Regions from separate parts of the Mus musculus genome. Here region 2 is linked to region 1. A link is a contact called in public promoter capture Hi-C data. All regions are on one chromosome and are shown on one strand. Each heading gives the region's core, a stretch centred on a gene start, on an enhancer-like site or on the middle of the called end of the contact. The rest is flanking DNA. Distances are from core to core; before and after follow the strand shown. Region 1 holds the start of Ss18l2 (SS18, nBAF chromatin remodeling complex subunit like 2). Region 2 holds the start of Hhatl (hedgehog acyltransferase-like).

Evidence for each region. Capture Hi-C pulls out chosen DNA fragments and counts their contacts.
Region 2: a promoter capture Hi-C map of pancreatic islet shows a contact between it and region 1. The contact joins the promoter of Hhatl here to the promoter of Ss18l2 in region 1. A contact is called at or near these places in 4 of 39 promoter capture datasets (the 3T3-L1 cell line, 3T3-L1-derived adipocytes, the HPC-7 cell line and 1 more), 4 of 115 datasets of contacts at active chromatin or transcription factors (the 230-238 cell line, embryonic stem cells, epiblast stem cells and 1 more) and 2 of 9 other capture datasets (adipose tissue and pancreatic islet).

Annotation. Positions count from the first base shown.
Region 1 is chr9:121,706,781-121,713,254 of GRCm38.p6, reverse strand. Ss18l2 (SS18, nBAF chromatin remodeling complex subunit like 2) reads right to left here and starts at 2,866. Exons shown (of 3, transcript NM_026794.2): 1 at 2,784-2,866; 2 at 2,540-2,616; 3 at 334-690. The coding sequence starts at 2,852. The coding sequence ends at 603.
Region 2 is chr9:121,790,180-121,796,653 of GRCm38.p6, reverse strand. It overlaps Hhatl (hedgehog acyltransferase-like), which reads left to right and starts at 4,147. Exons shown (of 12, transcript NM_029095.2): 1 at 4,147-4,391; 2 at 5,893-6,011; 3 at 6,244-6,311. The coding sequence starts at 5,906. It also overlaps a transcript of Klhl40 not described here.

The sequences.
Region 1 (6,474 bases), core at 1,617-4,116:
TTATATACATGTGTGAAAATGTCATTAAGCTATTATATATATGCTAACAAAAACATTTTTCCTTTTTGGGGGGGCTCATGTAGCCCGATTGACTTGACGTCCTGCCTACACCTCCTAGGTGTGCCTGGGGCTGGTTGTTATTTTTTCCTTCCTTTTGCCTCTCAGCATTGAATGCACCCTTTGCGTGGGCCTCTAGCAGGAGTACTTATTTCAACTTCTCTCCCTGAAAAGAGACTTTAACAGTTTATAACTATTTAAGGAGAAGAAAAGAGGTGAAAGAAAGGAGAAAATAGGGCTGTGTGAAGATGTAATTAGTTGACATGGGACACTGAGGACGGACGTGTATCATTTATTACATGTCATCAGATAATCACTATTGTTGACAATGACACCGCTGTCATACACCTCAGGTCCTCGCAGGTCCTCAGGTTCTACCGTGGGATCTGTTTTATTAATAAATATTTATAGTCAGAATACAGTAGAGTTGGTAGCGAGTTTCTTCACAGTCTAAAATGAATGGGACTTTTTGCCCATGTTCTGAGCAGCTCTCTGATTCCCAGGAGATGGGTTCCAATCAGTCCTCATTACAGCCTTCTGGAAAACTACTCCACTGCCTTTGTGAGACTGCTTGTGTTGGCGTCTGCGATGGTAGCTAAATAAATGAGATTTCTATGTAACACATGCTGATACCTATGGGTGAAAAACAGAAATTAGATGCTTGTTTTTATTCACCAGGCAGACTAATTAAACCCACTGAGGCAGAACAGCTTTCCCTCTGACTCAGTGTCACAGGTCATCAACCAAATGGTCTTACTATAGCCTTGGCTGTCTTCAAAGTCAGGAGATCCATCTGTCTCTGGCTCCCCAAGTATACCACCACACCAGGCTTTCCCAACCTCGTTAAACTTAGAATCTCGGCCATTTTCACTCCCACATCTGCCCCTCGAGATCAAACAACTATGCCTTTTTGGCCTGGACTACAACAGCAGTCTCCTCATCTCCTATATTGCAGCCCCGCTGTATTCTACAGAGCTGGAGTGATGACAGCAGTTTAAATCAGGATCCTGGAATGTAACTGTTCTAAAACCCTTAAAGATGCCATCACATTCCTACAAGGTCTTATGTGACGGGGTCTCTAGTCACTTCTGTGTCCTCATCTCCTGTGGCTTTCCCTTCACTGAGATCTGAACACAGGGGCCTCCTCGGTATGCCTGAGGATATCCAGCACCTTTGGCCTGCCTTATTTATTTCTGGGGCTCAGGCTTCTCTCAATGTTACCTCATGAAGGACACTCTGCACCCTGTCTTCTACTTACCCTACCTGATTTCTGCAGTGCTAGAAAGTGAACCCAGGGCTTCCTATACATGACAGGCATGCCCTGCCTTTATTCCATTTAAAGCACATATTCTTACATGTCTATTTTATTTCTCCACTCTGGTACTAGAGTCTAGAATGTCAGCTCCACAGAGAGTAGGAATCTCGTGTTTCCTATTCACCATACAATGCCTCCTTGTCTGTAGTACCACTGCTGGGTGTGGTGGTACATCTTAGTCCCAGCACATGGGAGGCAGAGGCAGTGGGAATTTCTGACTTCACAGTCAACCTGGACTACAGAGCAAGTACTGGGACAGCCAGGGCTACACAGGGAAACCTTTGTGCATTTGTGGGGGGTGGGGGGGATTAGAATAAAGGAGGCCCTTGTATGACCAAAGTAAGCACATGACATAGCCACTGTCAATTGCTGCCCATTCAGGAAGTCATTAGACTTGAGAAGTTCGACCTTCACAATGTGAAGAAACAGAATAAATTTGTAGGACCTTTGTATCTTTGCACAAGAGTCAGTATACCAAAAAGCATGTCTGCAGGCATTTTCTAAACATGAGAACGTGTTTAAAATGTAAAAAGGCAAACCTCAAATGCTGGAGTCAAACATAAACACCGCAAAATGGCAATTCTGCTGTTCCATTAAGATGCTTAGAGAATGGTTGTAAGTGACTTTTTAAGAGGCAAGGGGGGGGGTGTTAAAAATACTTAAGTAACGATACCGCATTGTCTATAAGAAATGGGACCTAGTTCTTGGACCAAATTTAGAAAAGGGTCTCAGATTCTGTTTCTTCCCATTCCGACATCTGGTTTAACGTAGAAATCCCTTTTTTGGTCGTATCTCCCACAGACTGACTGAGTGCTGGTTAACAAAATGGCCTGATTACTTTTGGGGGATGGAAGTGAAATCCACGAATAAAGAGACCAAGGCTCTCACGGAGCCTAGCTTTGAGACACTTTCCTCTGTCACCAGCTGACAGGGCTTTGTGTGAAACCCTGACTAACTCCAGGTTCTTACCATAAACTGTCAATATGGATTTGAGTAGTAAGTAAATAACCTTTAGAGGGCGGAGCACAGGCCATCCTCCGGCCGCAACCTGCCCAGTGCAAAGATTACAGGCATGCAGCACCACTCAAGCCAAGTAACCTCTTCCGCACCTCCCCTTTCTCGTCGGTTTGTCACCCAAGGCTGCCGCGCGTCCCCAGTGGCACTTACTGGACGCACTCGTTCGCTCGGCCCTTATTCTGATACTCCACGATACAGCGGATCAGCTGGTCATTCTCCTCCAGGAGCTGAAAGACGGGCGAGGAAGAAATGCAGGGGGCTCTCAGCTGGAGGTCCGGGGCAGGCGCCGAGCTGACCCTGCTCCCATTCCTTCCCCGGCCCACAGGCTGTCCCCACCACGGTCCGGCCCCTGCAGGAAGCTCCTGCACCAAATCTCCGGCTCTCGGTCGCTCACCCGCTGGATTGTCTCTTGATTGACCTTGGCTTTGCCGCGTAGCCAGTCAGGAGCGAAGATGACAGACATGCTGCAAAAAAAAAAAAGCTCGGGAGCCCCCGAGTCGCGCGCTGCTGACGCAAGCCTACACCGCCCCGCGTGGAGGCGGGGGTGTTAGAGACTCGACGCTGATTGGGTGCGACGCGGGGGCGTCACCTGTGATTGGACGCGCGAGCAAGCTCTTGCTTGCTCTTGCAGAGTCTATGACGCTACTCTGGGGGCGGGACTTTGCTGATGATTGATGGCCAAGAGCTGGCTGGTTTCTCAGCCTGGCTCTCCTGTCCCAAACCCTTCTAGTTCTAGTACAGTGGGAACTGAGAGGCTCCTTCCAGTCAGATCAAACCGGAAAGCACTGATATTAGCTGTTCTCTTATCCTGAAAGATACATGAGTGTGTCTAGATTCTTTCTAGGCAATAAAAAAATTTTAAAACCAGCGTATCAGGCCGGGGTCAGTGGTTAAGAGCCCCCTTGCCTGCTCTTCCAGAGGACCAGAGTTTGATTCCCAACCTCCCCATTTCGAGTGGCTCACAACCACCTGTAACTTAAGCTCCAGCAGATCTAATGCCCTCTTCGGGCCTGCACAGGCACTCAAATACATGTGGCAAACACAGGTGTAACACAGAAGTAAACATTTACTATGAAGTCGTATTGCTTATTGCCACCCTAAAAAGTACTAGCATTTTCTCCACTTTACAGAACAGAAAATAGATGCATTTTCCCGAGTCCTATTGCCAATGATGACCATCACCTTACACCTTCATTTAGAGGGAAGATCTAGAGAACTCCCTGGAGTTCTGTTTCTCTGCCCTAGAACGGGTTTGCCCACCCTCATTTAGGTGTTTAAGGCAGCAGCTTTCCCTTCATTCTAGGCATGAAGATCCAATAAGAGAAGTTGGGGTGACCTGTCTGTGTGGGGTTGGACTCAGAGATTCTTACTTCTCAAGTTCACACATCAGTCCCTCCCAGAGATTCTACAGAAGACAGGATGGGCAGAGTGGGGTCATCAAGAGCAGGGTGCACACCTTGCTTAGTACCACTCTACCCTCAGTAATTCCCATTTAGAGTGGAGGACTGATTTCGGCAGGAGGTGGTGTCAAATAGGCACAGATGTGTGTGTGGGGGAGGTGGGGAAGAAGTCTCAGCGTATAGGTGTGGATATCAGGGGGCTGGGAGGACTCAATCCTGGACTTTCTCCAGGAGGCAGTGGGAACTACGGATGGTCTTGGGCAGAAGACTGGTAATGCCTGAAAACTTTCTTGGCAGTGATAAGATGAAGGTGGAAAGGAGGTTGGGTTCGAGGAAGAGCAGTTAGAGGATGACTGCGGGTGAGCAGCCCAGAAGAGATGGATACTGTGAGAGAAATGTACACTTGAGGAAGGAGAGCTGGTCAGCCTCAGTGACTGAATGGAGAGGAAGATGCAGGAGGAACTAGGGATGGTGAGTGGGAGTTCTGGGTTTGGCATCTGAGAGATTCATGATGCCATTTATGGAATCAGGGAACATGCTGTGGGGGAGGGGGAGCTGGACCGAAGGCAACAGAAATGTAGTCTGAGGTTATCCCATGTGAAAATACTGAAGTTCATGGGTATTTGGGTCTGGAAGCATGAATGAAGTCTGGAGGGACAGAGCTGTGATAAACATCACTTGGGCAAACTGCTTCCAATCATGTGGTAGATAAGTCTGCCCAAGGAGAGTGTGGTGGTTTCCCTTATGCAGAGGAAAAGAAGTTGCAGAAGAGATAGGAGGGGAAAGAGACTAAAACCAGGGAACTGTGTGTGTGTATGTGTTGGGGGGAGGGGGTAGGACTTAAAGAAAAGAGTGACTCAGGAGTAACCAAGTGCTGAGCAGACAAGGTAAGACTAGGTCTTTGATGCCATAGAGGCAGAAGTCAGAATTGCAGGGTGCTTAGACGTGGTGGGAAGAGGCAGTGAATATTCAGTCGTTAACTGAGTTTCCCAGGAGGTTAGGCTGCAAAGAGGATAAAGAAAATGTAGGATGCTGGGTAAAGAGTTGCCAGCAACTAACGCCTATCACTTTCATTGTTACTTGTTCTTCAATGACAGAGGTGCCTGGGAGGGCAGAGAGGGGTCAAAGAGTGGGAGGTAAGGGAAGGGCACAAGGGAGATTTGGAACTGGGTGTTGGGAAGGCTGGGTGAGAACTGACTGGGCACCTGCTGGGTGCATAAAGGACCTGACTGAGGCTGGCATTGTGTGTGTACAGATCCATGTGTGGCAGCATTTACAGCCAGGGAGGACACTGGTGGTAGACGGAAGGATGACTCGCAAGGGTGTCAGTGTGTCAGAAACAGTGTGATAGATGTGATCATCCCTGGACTTCCAACCCATGGGAAACGAAGTGGACATTTAAAAAGAATTACTGAATGGAACAAAGTAGAGGCACGGTGGACAGTGCAGGAGGGAGGAAGCAAATGAGCCGGAGGGGAGGGCAGAGATCAAATGTCTAAAGTTATAAATAACTGGACATGAAAGCTGTCTGTGGAGATGTAGAGGTAGTGGGGGTGGAGAGCTGAAAAGCTTGCTTGGAATGGAAAGCCTCCGGAGGGGACAGTGGCCATGAGTGGTCAGTGATTGTAGATGTGGGCTGGGATCTTAGGCACTACACCTTACCCATTTCCCATTATATTCTATGGTAGAGCCTAAGACTCACCAGGTGTGCCAGACAGAAGGTGAAGGAACATTCTATCTAAATCACTCACGTCTCAGATACTAATATCCCAAGGCTTCGTCACATTAAAAAAGATCTTGTTCATTTATTTTGGTTTTAAGACAGTGTCTCTCAAACGATGACCTTGTGCTTCTGATTCTCCCATCTGTATCTTTTGAGTGCTGAGGCTCCAGATGTGGTTGCGGTGCTGGGGACAGAAGTCGGTCGACGCTTCACTCATGCATGCTCCACAAACACTCCCATGCATGCATGCTTCGAAAACATCCCCTCACTGGCACCACATGCCAGCCTGAAGTTCTTTATTTTTGCTTTATAAACATTGTGTTTAGATGTATTTTTGCTTTATAAACATTTTGTTTAGATGTATGTGGATGAATGTTTTGCCTGCATATGTGTATGTGCACCACGTGCCTGTCTGGTGCCTGTGGCTATCAGGGGAGGATGTCAAGTCATCTAGGACTTACAGATGTTTGTGAGCCACTGTGTGAGCATACACAGTAAAGCCCGGGTCCTCTGCAAGAGGAACAAGGTGATCTGAATTCCTGAGCCAATTCTCCAGTCCTCTTGGTTTTTGTTGTTGTTGTTGTTGTTTTAAAATAGGGTCTCTGTTCAAGCTTGCCTAGGATTCACTATTTCGCCCAGGGTAGCCGCAGATCCATGGCAAGGCTCCTCTACCAGCCTCCTGAACACTGGTGTGAATACTGGTGTGAATACTGATAACAGGTGTGAGGCACTACACTCCTGTCTTAGTTAGGGGTTTACTGCTGTGAACAGACACCATGGCAAAGGCAAGTCTTATAAAGGACAACATTTAATTGAGGTTGGCTTACCGGTTCAGAGGTTCAGTCCATTATCATCAAGGCCGGAACATGGCAGCATCCAGGCAGGCATGGTGCAGGAGGAGGTGAGAGTTTTACATTTTCGTCTGAAGGCTGTTAGCAGAATACTGGCTTCCAGGCAGCTAG
Region 2 (6,474 bases), core at 2,898-5,397, 82 kb before region 1:
GAGGGATGCATGCCTGCTGTGGCCCCTCTCCTGGGCAGCTGGAGGGAGGAGCCCTGGCTTGTGCAGGTCTGAACCATAGCTGGGAGCCATGCAGCTTCACCCCACTCAAAAGTAGCTCGGCTCTGGGCAGATCATTTACTCTCTCTACCTCAATCTCATCTACCTTCATCTCTGAAGTGGGACAGCACTAGAAACCTTGTTTGGAGGGCCATTCAGAGTAAGTCATCTTGCTAATGACTTCTGTGCAAGGACGAGTGTCCGTAGGCTGGTTTCATCCATGCCAGGGAGAGAGTGGTGTCGGGCAGTGGGAGAGAACCCACGTCCTGCCAGAGCTCTGGTACTCTGGGTGGGCGAACACAGGGGAGTGCGGCACGTTCTCTATGCCGCCCAGGTGAGCATCTGACTGTGGGAAGCCACGGAACCCCAGTCCTCCGGGGTAGAGAGTGAGCAGTCTGGGGTCTTTGGGCTTCACAGAGGCCAGAGACAACAGGTTCTCAGTCTTGGGCATCTCAGACATTTCTGTATGTTTCAGAAGAGCTGAGAACAAAGTGAGGGCCCTGGGGGCAGCTCAGTCAGCCCCAGGGCTGAAGGGAGAAGAAGGCAGGGGAAGAGGGGGTGCTGGGTGGTCCCCATGAGGGTGAGAGCGAGCCCTTGGTCCATGGCTGGAGCACAGGAAGGCCTTCCGGTGGGAGGTTAGACTCGGCTCTTTAGGGGAAGGCCTATTCCATCATTCAAGCATGGCGGGTCTTGATGAGCAGAGACTGTGTGTGATTTTAGAGCTTTATTATAGAAAGAAAGTAAGGGGGAAAGAAAGAAGGTAGAAAGAGAGAGAAGCTGTCCATGGCCTCGTGGAGAGAGAGGGGAAGGGAGGGGGAGAGAGAAAGCTAGAGATGAAAATACGAGAGGTGAGAGCTTAAGAGAGTGAGGAGGGGCCAAGCAGACCCTTTTATAGTGGGCTGGGCTATCTTGCAGTCGCAGGGTACCTGTGGGGAGGAGCATTGCCTGGTTAACTGTGGGAGTGGAGTCTAGCCAGGATATCAGGAGCTTGGGACTTTGTCTGCATGACTGATAGTCACAAGATTATGAAGTTGGGGGCTCTGTGTGTCAGGTGCCTATGTCTGTCTGGGCACATGGCTCACTGTTCTGTCCTTTATAGAGTTTCTGCTGGGTCTCTGGAATAAGTCTCACTCTACCAGAAAACAGGCTGCCTTTCACGGTTCCACAGAGTAGGAGGGGAAGAGGTCCTGCTGCCAGATGCCATAGTGGGTTTCATTTGTACCCTGTGGGGTGAGCTGGCATCTTACAGAGATTTGTCTGCATGGGCAGTCCTGACATATGCTGGCTCCTGCAGGAGCTGGACTTAAAGGCCCTTGAGTATAGTTTATAACACCTCCAGGCAACCTCAAACAATTTATATGGGGCTTTGTGCCAGGGCCCATCCCCCACCTCTGCTGGCTGAGGTAGACCAGATTCCCAGTGTCCCTCACTGCCCAGCACACACTGAGCTAGGACATTCAGTGTGTGTTGGGCAGCAACCAGTACACAGTAAACACTCAGTAAGTGCCCAGTCTCTGTATTCTCCCTCTTAAGTCAACACACACTTGCTGAGCAGTGTCTCCAGGCACAGAGGTGAGGTAAGGCAGATGAGCTCCCTGGGCACCAGCTGGGTAAGGTAGCTGTCTCCAGCTGACCCAAACAGACTCCACTGTTACCAGGCCCTTTCCCCATCCCCAGAGAGTCCAGGACAAGGTGGCTTCTAGTGGGAGTATCCCAAAGCAGCCTGTCTCACATCAAGTCCCCGTGAGCCAAAATCCCCTCCACATGTACCTCAGACTCCTACACTACATAGCATGCACATAGCTACCATACCCAGCCGCCACCCAGCATGCACTGCTCAGCACACCCAGGACACTTGCCCACATTTATGTTAGGAAGCAACATACAAAAGGCTGAGCCAAAGAGCCCTGGCCGTCCCTCTTCACAACTTTCTCATGGAGCCTTGAGGTGGCAGGAAGTAGCTCCCAGTCCAGTGCAGGCAGGTCTCGGCCCAGTCAGCTTCCAGTCCCTTGTTTGTTGGGCCAGTGCCCCACCCTACAGCCTCCGGCACAAGTGGAGGGCTCACCAGTCTCTACCCCTCTTCCTGACCTCACACAGGCCACCTTCCTGTGTGCTGCAGTGTCAGGTTCACCAGGGAGAGGGCCATTCCTGAGTGGCCCTGCCTCGGGGTCTGGCTCCCTAGCACCTCTGTGAGCAATGAGTTGTGCCCACAGGATGAGTCACTGGATCCCTCAAGAGCAAGAAACCCAGATAATAAATGAAAATCAGAGGCCCCAAAACAGTGGCTTCAACTTTTCACCCTTAGCACCTCCTGAGGGTGTCATGTTCAGTGGCACCTCTCCTGGAGAGACTCAAACATGTCTACTCGCCCCAGAGGGAACTGACCAAATAAGGACACCACCAAAGTCCAACTTGGTAAAGCAGTGAGTTTTATTGGGATTGCTTACAGGAATATGGGTGAGGGGTTACAGGAGCAGAAATGACTCAGGGACAGCTGCATCACCAAAGCCACCCCAGCACAGTGACAGCTCACAAAGCTGGAAGCCTAGAGCACATTGCACAGCCTGCAGGCCTCTCAGCGTGTTCAAGAGTTTCCCTTCCAGGTGGCTCAGTTGACCTAAGTCCCTTCCAGGTGTCTTGGTGCCCTTACAGGGCGTCTCAGCAGCCCTTACAGTTAAATTGGGAAGGGTGGGGTCTAGTGTATCTGGTCAGTTTCGGGGACTTGCTGAAGCTTCTGAGTTGTCTACTTCCTTAGTCATGAGGAGCTTCCTTCCCTGAGGATAAAATGTCTCATCTCAGAGGACACTGCTACACAGCACACCAAGTGCGTGGCCTGCTCACGGGGCCTCACCTGCTCTGCTGTGGATAGACTGAGGTCTCCCCCTGTGGGGCAGTCCCTCCCAGAGGCTACTGGATTTGACCTTGACTATTTCACCTTAGGCCTCAGTTTTCTTTCTACCAACTGGAGACAGTCCTTGTGGACTGTGGGGACATTAAAGAGAGTTACTCTTCCCACGTCCTGGCTATTATTATTTACTATCCATGATAGCTACTAGTTGTGCCTCAACACACTGCTCTGGTGTCAACCACACCTGCCCAGAAAGCCAGAACCTTGCTTAACCTCCCCTCATCCTTTGATCCCAGCCTCCTCTAGCATCCGGATCCCAGTCACAGCAGCAGACAGCCCCTCCACTGCAAACCCCTGCCCAACCCTGTTCAGGGTCGGAGGCCAGCATCATGGCTTCTCAGTCACTCAGGAGAGTATGTGTAGTGCCCTCTCAGCTGTGTCCTCTGGGCCCACGTGTCTGCATTCCTGGGAGGAAGCTCATGGCCTAACTTCCCAGGGTTTTTACAGGACCCTCCTGGGTAGAGGCATACCTTCTGCCCTGTCCATCCTCAAGTGAGCTTATATGGGAGGTCCCAGGGCCTTTCCTTGAGCCCTCGCACGTGAGAGCAGCCACACATCCTGACCCCTCTACTGTGGGGATCTCACCCCAGAGGAAGACTCAAGAGTGGAGATCTCCCGGGCCCTGCCCAGCGGGCCTCAGGTGCTTACGGATTTCACATGAGGGCTTCTTGCCTGCCACTAAGAGGACACCATCCATTCCAGGTGACCCTGATGTCACCCCTGGAGCCTCCAGCACCATGGTCCTTGCCAGTACCAATTCTACCAGAAATGCTAGCCCTGCCCTAACACCCGTGCCTGTCTAGCCCAGGCTCTTGTCAGGATGGAGGCGCAGGGTGGGAACTAGGTAGACCTGCCCTGGGCACCCTTGAGGGGTCACAGGTAAAGGCTGTGGCTGGAGTTCACAGAACCCAGGTGTGCAAGCCTGCACATACAGTATATGGGTGCCCAGGCAGTGGGAGCAGGGCTGACCAGAGTTCTGCAGAGATTGCCTGGAGGCCTTCCTGGAAGAAGAGATCCTGGCACCGCACAAAGAGAAGCACAGGCTTTCCAGGGCTGAGGAGAGGGAGGTCAAGTGAGGCCCAGGTGCCCCTGCCTGAGCCTGTGTCCCCAGAAACCTCCTCTCCCTCTCATCACCCCCACATCCTCCCTGCCACTCCCCGCAGCTCCCTGTGGCCAAGTGCACTGCAGCACTCGGCTCTGCTCCACAAACGGTCTGCTCCACTCCAGGAAGGCCACCTCCTCCCCCCCCCCCCACCTCCGGCTGTCACCACTCACCGCTCTAGCCTCCAGGGGGTGGGGACCCCAGAGCTGGACACACCCCATCGAAGCCCCACAGCTCAGCCAGCCGGACAGACTCACGGTCGGACTCAAGACCCCGGAGCCCTGAGGTGGGCAGCGCGCCAGGGTTCCTCGCAGCCTCTTCAAGGTCAGTGCAAGTTGGGTGTGCAGCCCTTTGGAGCCTTTGAGGTCTGTGGGACTCAGCTCAGAACCCTCATCCCAGACCACGAGCCCCAAGGTGGGCTTCACTCCAGGTGCACCTGAGCCAAGTGCTGGGCAAAGGGCGCCCAGGTCCACAGTCAGCACAGGTCCAGGGGTCCATCAGGAGGGGCCCCAGGCTGGGGGCCAACCCCTTGCTGAGGCCTCTTTGGGGACACTCCCCACCGGCCATGGGGAGCTAAAATTGGAAAGTGGCGAGTGGGAGGCAGCTGACACAGCTATTTTGTGCGCTCTTCATCCGCTCCGGTTTCACTCTCCTGCTCCACTAACCTGATCCTGTGCTTCCCTCCCCCACCCTGCCGATGAAGAGGTGTCTCAGCCCTCCAGCCACAGTGCAGAGGCTGCTCAGGAGGGCCAGGCCGGGAGCGAGCAGGGCCAGCGTGGTCTGGTCTGAGCCGGGACTCACCAGGAGCACCTGCCCTTCAGAGAAGCTCACTGGATGGCCTCCCGGGTCCCTGACCCTTTGTGACCCACACCTCTCTGTCAGTGTAGCAAGGAGCGGCCTCCCAGAGCCCCAACTACAGGGCTGGAGGAGACAGATCTGCAACTGGGAGATCTTGGGTTGGGAGAGATGGGGTGACCCTACCCATCTCCAAAAGGGCACTGCACCGTGTTCCCCTTTCCCTCGGTTCCAGGTCTGGACCTAAGCAACCACTGGAAGACTGGCGGCCAGGCTGAAGAGGGTGGGAGGGGCTTAGGTACTGGCCCAGACCCCAGGGATGGCCCAGCAGGGTAGCCAGAGGGAGTGACCAGACACATCCTGGACTTGATACCAGTCAGCACCTTGGACAGCAGCCAGCACCCTCCCAGTTGCTGCCTGGCCCTGCCTGGTCCAGCTCTGGCCACTCTGGGGCCTCAAAGAGCCCAACATCCAGCCTGCAGCAAGAGCTTAGACTACACAGCACTTCAAGGGGGACAGTGGGTGAACACAGGCAGGGACCTGAGATAAAACAGACTCACGGCTTGGCGGAGGAATGGAGTCAGCAGAGCCCGGAGTTGAGCGAGTCTGGGAAGTTAGTGCTAGAGGAGTTCACGGGATCTCAGGGGACCTCGTGGGCAGGGCTTTGCTGAGGTTAAGAGAGGCTCACTGTGAGACGGGAGAACTGACAGAGTCTTCCACCATGGGAAAGACCCCATGGTTGGGGAAGTCTTGCAGGAACAGTTTGGTGTCCCAAACTTGTCAGCCCATCAGAGAGGTATGAAGGAGAGGAAGCTAGTCTGTGCGAAGTCTGGGCTTTGGAGAATCTTCAAAGGAAGCAAGATTGAGAGCTGCAGAGGAAAGGAAGAAGGTGTCTGGGTGTGTTGGGGGGGGTAGATTTACTGACAGCATCCCCAGGGGATGGCTGAGTGGACCAGTCTCCTCAGAGGGTCCACCAGGGGAGGCGAGGCAAGGCTGGGACTGGGGGTTCTCACTCATGCTTCTCCTTCAGCCCTCTCCAGGCCATGGGCATCAAGACAGCACTGCCTGCAGCTGAGCTCGGCCTCTATTCACTGGTGCTGAGCGGTGCCCTGGCTTATGCCGGCCGAGGTCTCCTGGAGGCATCACAAGGTAACGGGGGGAAGAGGGGGGTCTGGGACAGGAGCTTGGAAAGCCTCAGAGTTCTGACCAACAGGCCAGAATCTTGGAGGCTGCAGACCCTGAGGATCCTCTAGGCCCCGGATTGGGCACAGTTTCAAAGACCCCTGCAGCCCAGAAAGCCCCCCTTTCTCCCTCCTCAGGTGGGGTGGCCCAGGGAAGGCATATATGCGGCCCCTACTCATAGGCTACACTTTGTTCTCAGATGGGGCCCACAGGAAGGCCTTCCGGGAGTCTGTGAGACCTGGCTGGGAGTACCTGGGCCGGAAGATGGTAAGTTTCCCGTGCCTCTCTGGTCCCTGGCCCCTGGACACACCACACCCCACGTCCTTCCCTACTCTATTCTTGCTGTTGTTCTCATGCCATATGGCAAGGAAGGCTCTGCCTTGAACTTCAAGACCTTCCGGCTCATTTTGTACAAGCTAGACCGCTGGTT